Linked DNA regions of Anas platyrhynchos: region 2 is linked to region 1. Evidence: chromatin contacts called from public Hi-C data. All regions are on one chromosome and are shown on one strand. The core of a region is the stretch at or near the end of the contact, and the rest is flanking DNA. Distances in the headings are between cores, read along the strand shown.

Region 1 (6,932 bases), core at 1,442-3,941:
TGATGAAAAGTTTCAACTATTTCAGATAGATCTCACATTATAGACCTCCCTCAGCCCAACCCTTCACCTGAAGTCACTGGAATTGCTCCTATTCTAAGAAATCATAAACATATATATGTATCTATGTACACATATATGTACAACAGCTACATTCCTGTGCTGAGAATGTATTCAAGGTCTGCTTCGGCTAAAAGCAAAAAAAAAAAAAAAAAAAAAAAAAAAAAAAAAAAAAAAGATCTTGCAGTTGTTAGAGCAAACCACTAGGGGAAACATAGTCACATGCATTAACCCACTGTCCATTACAAGAACCGTGAAATGTGAGTGATGTATGTAATCCTGTGAAAGCTGGTCTCAAAAAATCGTCAAATTGAAGGTCTGTGAATTCAGCTTTGAGATCGCAATATGAAAATATATATATATATATATATATATATGTATGTATGCTTAATTTTTCATACCTGTACATTGTTATTGATTATCTGTATGCAAGCTAAGTAGATAATCTGGTGCACAAATCTTTGCAGGTTTGGTGCTTCTCTTTCAAACTAAGCAATAGTAGGATGCTGTATGTATGCTTTTACTTTTTATGTTCTCTCTCTCTCTCTCTTTTTTTTTTTTTTTTTTTCCGATGAGATTGATACTTCACCATTTTGCACACTTGACTGGCTCTACGAATACAAACAGCTTCACTGTTTTCATATCCATTATTAGGACTACTCACTATATTAAGTGTATACACCTGTACTTGAGAACTGGCATTTAAATTGCTGATTGCACCACTGACTGCCCCATTTAAAAAAAAAAAAAATGTTATTATGATTTTTTCAGTTTATGTACTCCATTTATATGCTGAGAAATAATCTAACAGACTCATACAAAGAGTTCTTTACATATTTTTGGCTTTACTATGTGGGAGGAAGTGATTTTTCTCTCTTTCCACAGCAAAGTGAAATTAACATTGTGCCTTCTGTCTGTCCAGTGTTTAGTGTTTTAACCTGTGCACATCCTTCACGGATGAACCCCGTGGATTTCCTCGAGGAAACAAGAGTCCTGACCATGCAGTGCTCCCCTGAGGATGTGCGGGTCCACCCGCGGCGAATCCACAGGCACGCTCTGCAGTGCGGCTCCAAGCAGGGAGCTTCCTTCTGCGCTTCGCTTTGCAAACGATGTCCCCCAACACCTCGTCCCCCAACACCCCCAACTCTGGGGATCCTGATGATCGCCCACTGCAGAGCGTTAAGGGCCTAGGGCTCCCACGGGGGGCTCCGTGTGTCTGTCCCCGTCCTCCTTCCGCGCACCCCTGCACTCCTTCTGGCGGGGAGCCCTCCCTAAAAGCGATCCCTGAGCTCCTCAGGGCTCCGGCAGAGGGGCTCCATCCGCGTCTCCCCCGGGGCGAGGAGGGTGGGGACGGGAAGGGGGCAGCATCCGAGCCGGGGCAGCAGCATTGTGCCCAGAATATGCTGGTGAAGTCCCCGTGGGAGGACGAATGTGGACCTGTGCTACCCGATGCATCCTCCCGTGAAGTGACTACGAAAAATAACGTGTGGCTGCACAGTGTTACTGCGGAAGAATGGATACCGACCTAGAAAATTATGAAAACCTGAAGGCCGTCAGTGTATTATACTGCTCTTTTTTTTTTTTCTTCTTCTTCTATGTTTATTAATAACGACCACCTCATTCAAAAAGTGGTGACTAGCAGGTGTAGAAGAGGAAGTGCCTGCAAATTGCCTCCAGTATTTTAAAAAGGGCTGTTGGATTTTTTTTGCACCGAGAGTAGCTCATGTAAATAATGCAATGCATTACTGCTCTGCACGCCGTGTATATTTTAAGCAGGGCCACACGTGATACGGGCATATTAGCACTCTGTGCATGCCTACGTGGATACACTGCTTTGCGCGCTTAAAGATACATGTAGGAGCAAGATGCCCGGGCCCTGCGACAGTTGGTGACTGAAGCTCGCCCAAAGGGCACCGTGTTAGGGGACGCTCAGAAGATGAACAGTCACGTTTGGGAGCTGCTCCCACAGGCGAAAGGGCATTAACTAGAACAACAGCAACCAAGTTTTATTTTTTTCTTTTTTAAAAAAAGCAACCTAAACAAGTAAAGTAAAAGGAAACAAAGTAAAATGAAATGAAATAAAGAAAAACAAATAAAATAAAAATATAAAATAAAATAAAATAAAATAAAATAAAATAAAATAAAATAAAATAAAATAAAATAAAATAAAATAAAATAAAATAAAATAAAATAAAATAAAATAAAATAAAATAAAAATTAATCCTATCCCCTCCCCCGTCGCCCGGGGCACGGAAAGCACCGCGGCTCGCTGTCAGCAGCCTGGCCCGGGCCCCCGCCGCAAACCCTGCGGGGGATTTGCTGCTTTCCCCCCCCCCCCCCGACCACCCCCACTCTTGCGGAGCCCGGGGCCCCGCTCCGCACCCCTGCGTTTTCAGCCGCGGCACAACGCCCCGAGGAATATGCAGCCCTTCTTCCTCCTCCCCGGCTTGGCCAGGGGCTTGTTGCTGAAAAGGAAGGGGTGGTGTTGTGGGGGGGGGGGGGGAAACAGAAAGTTAAAGTTTTATTCCACTGAGTGAGTGTGTGTGGGGGGGGGGGGGGGGCAGGAGTGGGGGAAGGGAAGCACCTGGGAACGGGTCTCCTTGCCCGGGAGAAGTCAGCTCCCCTGGGCCGCCCTGTAAAGCGAGCGCTGCCTGCCTCTGAATAAACACACGCGAGCACAAAAGCAGCCCCGAGCGCCGTGCGAGCGTGCACGGAGCAGCCTCCGGTGGAGCCGGGCGGCGGCGCGGCCGCAGCAGCGGGGCCCCGGGAGCGGGACTGCGGGGCTCCCCAGGCCGGGGCCGGGGCGCTGGTGGCAGCGGTGCTGGTGGCGGAGGCAGCGCTGCCCTTTTGAATGCCTCCCACAGCTCGGAGTGCTGGCAGGGCGCTGGGAGCGCCAGTGAATGTAGCCCCGCAGAGCCAATGAGCTGGGACCGGATGCGATATATCCTCTGGGACAACAACTGCTCTGTTCCTCCTCAGATCCACATGACGCCATTTACTGCTGCTTTTGCAGAGAGATCACCCTACCTCCTCCGGAAAGAAAAAGAGAGAGAGGGGGAGAGCGAGCGAGCAGAAAAACGCCGAGCCCCTACAGCTCAGATCTCAAATCTTCCTCCTCCTCCTCCTCCTCCACCTCCTCCAAACACACAACAACAACCACCACCACAAATCCGCTGCGCTCCCAAAACACCCCCCCGATTGCAAACCACAGCGCTGCCTGCAACACACGCTCGCAGAGGGAGCGAGAAAGCTAGAGGGAGAGAGGGTAGAGGAGCTTGCAGCGAGCAGCCTCTCAGCAGAACGGCTACATTGCACAAGTTGCTTTTTTGGAGGAGCTCAGTGGAAGAAAGCTTTGGGATTTTATTTTAGATCCACTTCATTTTGTTTTCTTTGGCTTTCCCCTTCCTCTCGATCATTTGCAACAACAACAAAAAAGTGACTTGGTATTGGCGATTCGGCCTCCTGTTCATTGACGAAAAAAGGAAAGTGTATGTGAGAGTGATTTGTTTTTAGGAGCAAAGAAAACCCATCCAGATCCGGAGAGGTGTTTTTATTATTATTATAGTATATACGCGCACACACGTATTTATAATCGATCTGGGGATAGGGACCTAACTTTGCTCTGGACTTTTTACGTGGTGATCATTCTTACTCTAATTTGCAAGTTGGACTAAAGCAGAGTTTGGAAAAGAATTTTTTTTTGCTTTAGGGCTGGATTTATTTGCAAACCGCAGGAAGAAGAAAATACAAGAGAGAGAGGGGTTTGGTGCAGCGCCGCGATCACGGTGAGAGCCTTTTCCTTCTTTGCAAAACAAGCTTTTCAGTAACCCCCCCCCCCCCCCCTTGGTTGCTCCAAGAAAACTCGTGGAAATGTTTGAGGCCGATCCCTTTTCCATTCGCACAGGTTCTCCCTCTCCCCCCTTCCCCTCTCCTTCCTTTCCCAGAGAGGAGCTGGAGGTGGGATTTCGGAGCGGTTTCTCTCGGGGGGGGGAGCTCCGCTGGGGTTTTGCGGGCTGAGCCGCGTTTGCGCCCCGCTGGGGTGCCGCGGGGGGCGGAAAGCTGCGCGGGGGCCGCGGGACTGCGCGGGGGTCGCAGGCAGTGGCAGCGGGGTCTGCAAGGGGAGGCGGGGGGCTGCGACGCGATCTCCCTGCTGCGAGCAGCAGGGCACGGGCGGTCCTGAGCGCCCCAGCCCCGCCGGGCACGCGTGGGGGCTTCCGACGAGCCCCCGAGGGGTGAAGGGAGGGCGCGGCGGGGGTGGCGAGGGCAGGGGCTGCTTGTGCCCCCCGGCCCGAGGGAGAGCGAGCACCCCGCCTTCCAGTGCGTGATTTACGCCCGTCTTGTCGTGGCGTTGGGAGATCCGTGCAATTCGGAAGTGAGTGCACGCCTGGGATAAATATGTGTGTGTGTGTGTGTACATGTATATTTCTCGTGTGATGAAATCAATTCGATCCAGAAGACGGGGAAACTTCTCCCCCCACGTTAAAGTGTGCAGAGTGCATATGTGGAGGAGTAGGGAAGCTTCTATTATTTTTTATTTTTTTTTAACCTTTTGGTGGGTTTACTGTGCAGCAGCCCTCATACAAAAAAAAAAAAAAAAACCTGCTGGTGTTTTCTGCAAGTTATTTGTGTGTCAGTTTGCCCCACCCCGATGGTAAAGTCCCTTTTGCCCTAATCCATAGTCCGATCACACACTCGGCCCTTAATGGGGGTTTCAAAGCACTTTGAAAGAAGAGGAGGTGGTTGGTGTGTGTGCGGTGGGGATGGGGGTGGGGGTGCCTTGCACAGGCTCCGGACACAAAACAGAAATTCACGGCCAGAGGACTTCTCCCCCTTAGGCTCTCCTTCTCCCAGCCAGCGAGACACGGGGTTTTTCCACAGCAAGCAAGAAGCCCCTTGTGCTTCGCAGTTCCCCAAACTTGCGAGCACAAAACCCGGCCCCCCGCTCGCCCTTTTGAAAATCCCAGCTAGGAAAAGTTAGCAATCATGGCACTTGAGCTCTGCGAGAGTGGACTTTGGCTTTTGGAAGTGGGGAATGGTGTTATCACCCACACGCACACACAAAAAGGCCAGCGCTGCTTCCCTGGGCTTGGTGGATGGAAAGGCGAGAAGTGGTGGGTCAGAGGAGTTTTCAGGCATACGTGTGTTTGCAAATAAGCGTGCTGGAGCTTTACATCTTGACCTGTTAGCAGATCTATCAAAGAGAGAGGAAGGCAGACCGCCCGGCTAGGACTGATGTTCAGCTAGAAATGCCTCCTGGGCAGGGGCGGGAGGGGGGAACTGAAGTTCAGACAACTCGCTGAGAATGGGTAAAGCGAGAGGAGCTTTGTGGACCTGAAGGGATGCTTATGGCGAGGCGAGAGGGGGTAATCTGCCTTTACCCAGCTGTCCTGGGGGTGTTGTCTCAAACCGTCTGCAGGGCGCCGGGCATTACCCGGCAGGGGAAGGCTTCTTTAGCATCTTTCGGGGGAGGGCTTGGGGGGGAAGAGTTAAAAGGAAACGTGGGGTTGACTTTCCTGATAAGTCGGCTGCGGCCGCCCCTTCCCACCTCCCAGCCCAGGGGATGTCTCCTCTTTATCTCCAGGTTGTCTGCACTTACGGGGCCGCTGCCTTGCCTGCAGCTTCGGCGGGCGGGGGGCTGCCGCGCCCCACCTGCTGCAGGGAGATGGAGGCAGCAAAGTGCCAGAGCTTCTCCTCCAGCTCCCACCTGTGCGTCTGAGGGGGGCTCTGCCGCCGAGACTGGGGTCGTTTTAAGCGCCTCGCAGGTCAGGGTCAGCTCCGCTTTTGCGCTGGGTTGTCACTGCTGGAGAGGCAGGAGCTTTGCTGGCTAAAGTCTGGGCGGGGGGTAGAGAGTGGAGGGCAGATAGGGTTACCGGTTGCTCTCAAGGATGGGGAACGTATTTTACATTCTTTTTTATCTCGAGACAGTTTTAGACGAGGGAATGCCTACTTAGCCAGTTTGCTGAAGCATTTTATACTTTAAAACTTTACTTTGAAGAAAACAGAAACAGTGCTTCAAGACAACTTTGCAAGACATTTTATTTTATTTTATTTTATTTGGGAGGGGGGCACCATGACACTGCCTGCAAAACCAGGATTTGGCAGTATTTAAAGCGTTAGGTCACTCTTAAAACTTTTTTTTTTTTTTTGAAAGAAAACATACTTGAGGGTAGGATGCCAGGAGTTAAAATGTTAAATGTTTTCTGCTGCTGTTAGAATAAAGACAGTGTTTTGAGATATTCATTGTTAAAGTGTTTGGCTATATTTTATTATACTGTGGTATAGTATTATTGTTGGTAACTGATGTGTACAGAGTAACACTATGGTGCTCTTTCTAGGTATAACTGAAGACATTGTGTGGTCCTTGTAAGAAGTCTGGTTCCTGCTTGGGTTTTAATTGTAAAATATTGTTCTGGATTTTTGTATAGGTAATTGGATTTGGGAACAGCTTTAAAATATGATAAAGGCAAAACAAATACTAACTATTTAGAGGTCAGTGCTTGAAACTTGTGCATATTTTAATGTGGAAGTTAGTTATGTACAAGTTCACATATTCTGGGTCTTTTACTGGCTTTCCATTTAAATTCTTCAGTTTGCATTTCAACTTTGTAGTTAATGATCCTTTAAAGTAATAATTGCAATCAAATCTTGGATGCTAGCTTTGTTTTATTGTATTGTGCATGCTTCTGTCCCACAAGCCACTCTTGGTAATATTCACAATTGGAAATGTAGTCTATGGAATTTTTTACATGTTTTAAAAAAAATAAAACTGGTAGCATTGCTTTTGTAGTATTGATCCTTAAAATAACAATCGTAGTGGTGTACACAAGTATGACACACACTAAAATATTGGAGAAAGATATTTTTACTTCTGCTGT
Region 2 (6,476 bases), core at 1,427-3,926, 100 kb after region 1:
AAAATTTGCACGTCAAACAAGAATGCTGTCTTGTGAGCTCCTGTTGTTTTAGAATTCACAGTAGAAGCTTTGCTCCTCCTGCATTTCCAAAGAAGTCTACAGACTTAAGGGTTCATCCCCATCTGGAATAGCAGCATCTTCATGTCAGAGTCCAAGACAAACACACACTTAATGAACCTTCAGTCTCCCCATGCTCAGTTTGCAGTCTCTGTCTTCCAGAGCAGACCTCAGCTGAAACAGCCAATTTGGACTCTCCCCAGCATGCTCTTGGTTGGAAATCAACTTAGCCACCTGTGCAAGGCTTAGTCTCCCCCAGGGAAGGTAACAGTTATAAGTTAGTGTCAGTATCCTTATAGTGTCAGGCCTAATATTTCCTTTCACACCAGACACCTGGTCATGTGCATCAAGCTTGCTATAATCTGATTGTAAACCTGCAGATGATTACATATATACGTACATCTGTGAGAGAAAAAAATGAAACATTACTTCCTTCCTCCCTAACACAGTGGACATGTATTTCCCTTGAATCACTTTTAATTCAGAGAGGAACAAAAAATAATTTCCCTGAACTTTGATGGACTATAATGTCTCAGCAAGATTAAAAGCTCCACTTGAATATTTATGTCTAAAAATTTTTATAAACTCACTTGTGGTCATACTCAAAAATAATTTCAGAAAACAACATTCAGATATCATATACTCATATTGAGGAAAATAATAACTGTGATGAGAAACTGGTCAATTTTTATCCAGCTTCTTTTTCTACGTTTTCCTACAGAAAACTCATATCTCCTCCACATGAGGGAGATTTCTAACCAGTCTCATTCTGTTCTCAGTAGATCAGCCCTTTTTCTTTTTTAAAATAAAAGCAGCCCTGTTAATTTTAGATATTATTTAGTGTACTGCATTGTGAGCAGCAGAACTGGCTCACTGCAGCCTCTGACAAGCATTTATACAGCAAGCTGTTCCTGTGTTCAAACACACAGCAAGCTCTGGGCACAACACTGTTCCAAAACCCTTCCCCAGATCCTGTTGACCGTAACACAAAATGCCTGCATGCCTCAAAGTCTCCGTGTAAAATATGTGAGCAGTCCAGGACACCATCCTCATTACAGAATAATGATCATATGCTAATAGTGAGTAATGACCATTACCTAACCTTCATTAGAGAAATATGTCCATGCACCCCAGTTATGGCAGACAGAGGTTTTGTCCTATAGATTTTCCTTCTGGCTTCAAGTATCTCACAGTCTTGGTGCTTATGAAAACACAAAACAGAACTGGAGACACTTTCTATCTGACAACTCCAGACCCCATACTCCTGCTCCTGTTAATTAGACAAGGATTGTTTTCTTAATGTCCCTGCCCCATCCTAATTTGAGCATTCATTCTGTGGTGCAACGATTTAGAAACCTGTGGGGTTGGCAGATAGGAGCTGAAATGCACTGCTTACAGCATGTTTGTTCCTGGAACATCAAGTGCCCAAGAAAGTTTTGTAATAAGTACTTGGAGCCAGAGTAGGTAGACAAGGTTCCTAAAGATTGCTCTGATACAGTTAGGCATTTTTCTTCTTCCTAACATACACAAGTAGCTTTTGTATTTGGATGGTGATTTATTGCTGGAACCCTCAGAAGCAAATAGTTAATAATAATCCCTTGACTTCCACGCGCGCGCGCACACACACACACACACACACACACACACACACAAAGTCTAGGGAAAATTTGGGAGTGTCTGAAGTAGCTTATTGTAAACATATTACTTAGCTCTAATGTTGCAGGGTTTTTAGTTTTCCAGAGACATTAGATGTCTTTGAAAAGCTAAGCAAGTATGCTTTTCAGCAAGGGTTAATGACACACAAACTGAGGCACAAATAGGTCACAGGTGATATAGCCACCAGGGGCAAGACAGAAATCAGGACTTAGGAATGTCAAAGATGATATATGTGCCCCATCCTTGACACTGTGGTACCTCATGTTTGTATGTGGCCATTTGATTAAACCATAAAGTCTTACAATACATGACAAAAGAAAAATGTATAGCTCACTTTTCCTTTTATTTTGATTTTTAATAAACACCATGAGTGAATCATTCTGAATGTTATGCTGAATGTAAAAAAAAATAATAAATTAATTTAAAAATCACTGTAGAGTAGTTTACTTTCATCAAGCCACTTCCCTTATAGGATCTAACCTGATTCTTTTCAAAGCACGAGTAACAGGAGTAAGACTTTTCCAGTCTTTTTTATTATTTTTTTTTCTGCTGTCCTCAAAGGGGTTAAAAAGGTCTAATACAAAGGAGTTAAGCAATGCCTGAAACGGGATAATAAATGTGACACTCTCTGACTATCAGTAGCAAATATTTGAGCTTATCAAATAACGGAGGAAGTAGTTTAGTTACAAATAAACCAATCTCTCATAAAACAAGTCTTCACACAAGGTAATTTCATTGAACTGGAGACAGCTAAAGGCCACTGGCGGGCAGAACTCCCACTCTGTGTGCACTTCGTAACAGTCCCGCATGATTAATGGGCAGCCAGGAGGGAGGCCGAGCCTGGGGACGCCGCCGAGGAACTGAGCTGGGCTTCATATCAGCAGAGCAGCCATAAATAAGGCACCTCAGAGTTACTGCGAGGAAGTGACTCATCCTTCTGGAACACAGCAGGATTTGTGCTTTCTCTGGCTCGTCCCCCTCCCCCTCTCACCCTTTTTTCCTCCACAGCGGAGACCAGCATGTCCTGGAGACTATAGTAGATGTCACCGCTTGGCACTTGCTGTGTAAAGAGAGGACAAATATGTGGGTGTGATGTGGATCTGGAACGATAGCCTTAAAGCTGCAGTGCTCACTCTTTAGGGAGCATCTGGGCTGAGGCAAGCCCAGCAAAATGTGTTTCTAAGGGCAGCTTCTTCGAGGAAGATACTCAGATACTGCTTTTCATTTTCACAACATCTAAACAAGCAGAGCATGAGTATAGCACTATTCATTAGCAGGAAAAGACTTTATTTCCAAAAGTTATGCAAAAGGGCTAGCAACTGAGATACAAGAGAACTGAAGCAAAAAGAAGTGGAACTGAAGCAGAAGGAGTAGCAATATACCCCAGACTACACTGGGAGTTAAGGTGCAGTTTCACAACTGGGTTAGCACTGATGGAAGCACAGGACATTGCTGGAGGGCCCAGGCCATGAGCTCCCACCCCCTTCCTAGCAGCTGCTTCTCAAGAGACATGATCCCACATCTGCACGACCTGTGGCAACACAAGGATCTTTGGGGAAGGAAAGCAAGATTATTCTTCTGGTAGTAGTGTACCCTTAGTGACATTTGTAGGTTGGACTCAGGTTTTTTTTGATAATAAGAGAATGTGACCTCACCGTAAGAGTGCAAGAAACCCATTCATACCACAAAGTAAATCCATTTTCTGCCTCTGACTAAACAGCAAGAAGTCCTGATAGGTATCAGTAACAAAAAATATTTTTTCTCTTTTGTTTTTTCAGGCCAGCATGACTCTTATTTACTATGCTATTCATAATACACTAATTATGCACACATTGACTTTAATCTCCACTTGCTTCTGTCTAAGCTTGTGAAAAGCATTTGCAGATTATAGAGACTGATAGTCTTGTTCTTGTTTCAGAATACAAAGAAAACCTAAAAAGTGCTATAATAGAGAAAATCAGAAAAGCTGTGTTTGAGGCAGTGGTCTGCTGTTTATTCATGTATACATACTTCATATAAGTGAATCTCTTTCTATATTTTCTACATATATAGATGTAGAAATATACATGAAAATATGTAAGTATAAAAGCAGATCCAAAACAAACTATGTAAAGGCGGTAGTTTTTGAAGTCCACCTCATTCTCATCACTGCTGTCTTTGGAGTAGCTATTAATTACAACACTGTGGAAAAGTTCATTAACACCTTACTGTCTAGTTAGACTTATCTCTACTTTGCTAGCTAAAAGTCAAACATACCAATACTTCTGGAAGTAACTATAATCAAATCACCTGAACAGCTATTGTACTTTGTCTTCAGGGCAAAACAGAATTTAGTGCCTTTTAAAAGAGCTTTGAATCATACCAGTAATCCAGTGAACTCATTAGTGTAAACTGTGACTTTCAGGGGCAAAAGTGATGCACTTTCAGTGCACTGTGGTTAAAAGATATTCTGGCTGGATGGATGTGGGAAGTGCCTTGGCTGCGGCAGCTAAACGCGCCTGCAATTTTAAAACTTTAGACTCAAGAGATCAAAAAGAAACTGTGATCTTCCACATAGGCATGCCAATAGCTTGGATCCTGAAATGGTCCAAGGGGAGCAATAGTCTTAATAGCTATGTAGGTTATAACTTGCTTGAAGGTGATGAAAAGAAAGAGTGAAAATTTTGATGTATACAGAGCACATGTATAAAATGGGAAAAGCAAAACAAAACCCTGCTATCCAACACCTTGGATAGGCCCAGAGTCTACAAAATCACCTTGCTTGCCCTCTGTGTTATAAAAAAATGAGTTTCTATGTGAAGGGAAGGATGAAATCTACTCTACAGGCTTACTGATGTTTTCCCATCTCCCAGTCCCCATACCATGAACTGTCTTTGCTCCCTATTTAGACTTCCATGGTGTTAATTACAATTTTACTAATCTTTCAGTAAACACCTGAAATATTTCTTAAAAATTTAGAATCACAGAATCATAGAATATCCTGAGCTGTAAGGGACCCATAAGGATCATCAAGTCCAACTCCTTGAGCCACTCTTTGACCTGACACTTGTGAGTACAGGCTGCATAATTACAGGAACAAAAATCCCACGTACAGGAGATGTGGGAATGAGAAGTGTTACAATATGTCATGTGAACTTTTCCATGTTTACTGGGAATAAAAGGGATTTCTTATGACAGAAAGAGCCCTAACTTGCATCCCATGGACTGAACGAGCATTAAAGTTCAAGTCGTAAGGTCTGGGAAAGGTGAAACAAAACTACACATCCTCTACCCAGCTGACCAAATGAAAACTGATGAAAACTGTATGCTATACAGAGAAACTATTGAAAGAAAATGCAGTATTAACATCTTTTTTTTTCCCCTCCTGAATATTGCCTGTGAAGCAAGGCTGTAGTGCAAGGGTTAAAGGAGCTCAGAAAGTCCTGGTGTCCTTTAGCTAGGGGCGGAGACACCCTGCAAAATAGATGCCTGTGCTGCTTTGCTTGGGAAGCTTTTAGATTAGTGTGCTTCCAGCTGCATTTCCTTGAAACTGATTTAGTTTCAGCCCATATCAGACTCCTTTCACAGAGCTATTCCTATTCAAAATAAAGTGCTTTAAGAAAAGCACTGTGATGGGGTTTAAAGTAATCCAAAAAGTATGGGTTGGCTTAGAATTTTTGTTACAGCTAAAAAGGCCAGATTCAGGACAGGAGGATAACAGAAATTATGCCTCTCTGTACATTCTAAGCCTTTTTTGACCTAAGGCATTTACTACAAAGCACAGGAGGCTTTGCCATCTCTCACACGGTTTACAGTAAGGGAGGTACTTCTCTACTTCCCATTAAGACTTGTTTCATTACAAGATATCACTTAAAATTATGCTGAATTAACTCTCTCTGAAAATGCTCTCTCTCACAATAGCCACAGTCATTTCTTGATGACTGAAATATCATTCTGAAAATACTGTCCGATTGATTAACCCAGAAACAGCAGTTGTTTTCTGATGTAACCATCCCATAAGCAATGATTACATTTTTTTTTCCTAATACCAAACAAAGTATGTTTTTAACATAGATGTTAAAAATCAAGTGTTCATGAACAGTGTTTATCATGTGAATGATAGCCAGGCATATGTTTTTAGAAAATAATTTATTTAAATTACAAGATTGCCAAGGGGCTGAGTGAGAACAATAAAGAAAAATGTCATTGTTCAAGCCCTGCACACAAAGAGTAGCAGAGGAAACATCAAGTCTGCAGAACTCAGGAGCTCTTCCAAATCCCATCACTGGGAGCAGGCACTATCTGTGTCCTCACTCCCCAGTGGACCCCAGCCCAGGAAGATCCAGGTGAAAGCTGGGACTATTCTAAAAGGCATCAGGCATGGTCTTTGCAGGGACTCTAAAAATGCCACAATGTATGCTTACTGGTAAGCACAGCCATAGTAAGAGATTTATTATCCAAAAGAGAATTGTGATCTAAGTAAACAAGTCGGACAATGGGCTGGAGAGAAACGATGGAATACATACTGAGCAGAGTGATGATTTGCATCTTCTTAAACTTCAGTCTTCTTCATTTAAGGATATTTGTTTTTTTGTTTGTTCATTTTTCTCTAAGAGGAAGCAGTACTTTCTTAAACTCCTGGAGAGGGGTTTATTAGATGGTGTTTTACTAAAATGAAAGACAAAGGATAGAAGGGAAATGGCACAAGAGGAAGAAGACTGGAACAGAAGTGGAATGAATCCAAAGCAAAGAGAATACACAGGAAGAGACTGTAGAAGGCTCCT

What was found. A called contact is a pair of places that touch in the nucleus more often than the background predicts.
Region 2: a Hi-C map of subcutaneous adipose tissue shows a contact between it and region 1, with 2.3 times the contacts expected there. The contact joins the enhancer-like site here to the promoter of SPRY2 in region 1. A contact is called at or near these places in 2 of 8 Hi-C or Micro-C datasets (skeletal muscle and subcutaneous adipose tissue).

Annotation. Positions count from the first base shown.
Region 1 is chr1:161,585,846-161,592,777 of IASCAAS_PekinDuck_T2T, forward strand. SPRY2 (sprouty RTK signaling antagonist 2) reads left to right here and starts at 2,692. Exons shown (of 2, transcript XM_027442997.3): 1 at 2,692-3,842.
Region 2 is chr1:161,690,170-161,696,645 of IASCAAS_PekinDuck_T2T, forward strand. No RefSeq gene overlaps it. Among named protein-coding and RNA genes, the nearest start is that of SPRY2, 100 kb to the left of the region's middle. Within about 2 kb of position 2,677, at least 6 of the 8 cell types and tissues checked have an H3K27ac peak or open chromatin away from gene starts, as enhancers often do. A contact at or near this core is called in subcutaneous adipose tissue, where this site is marked.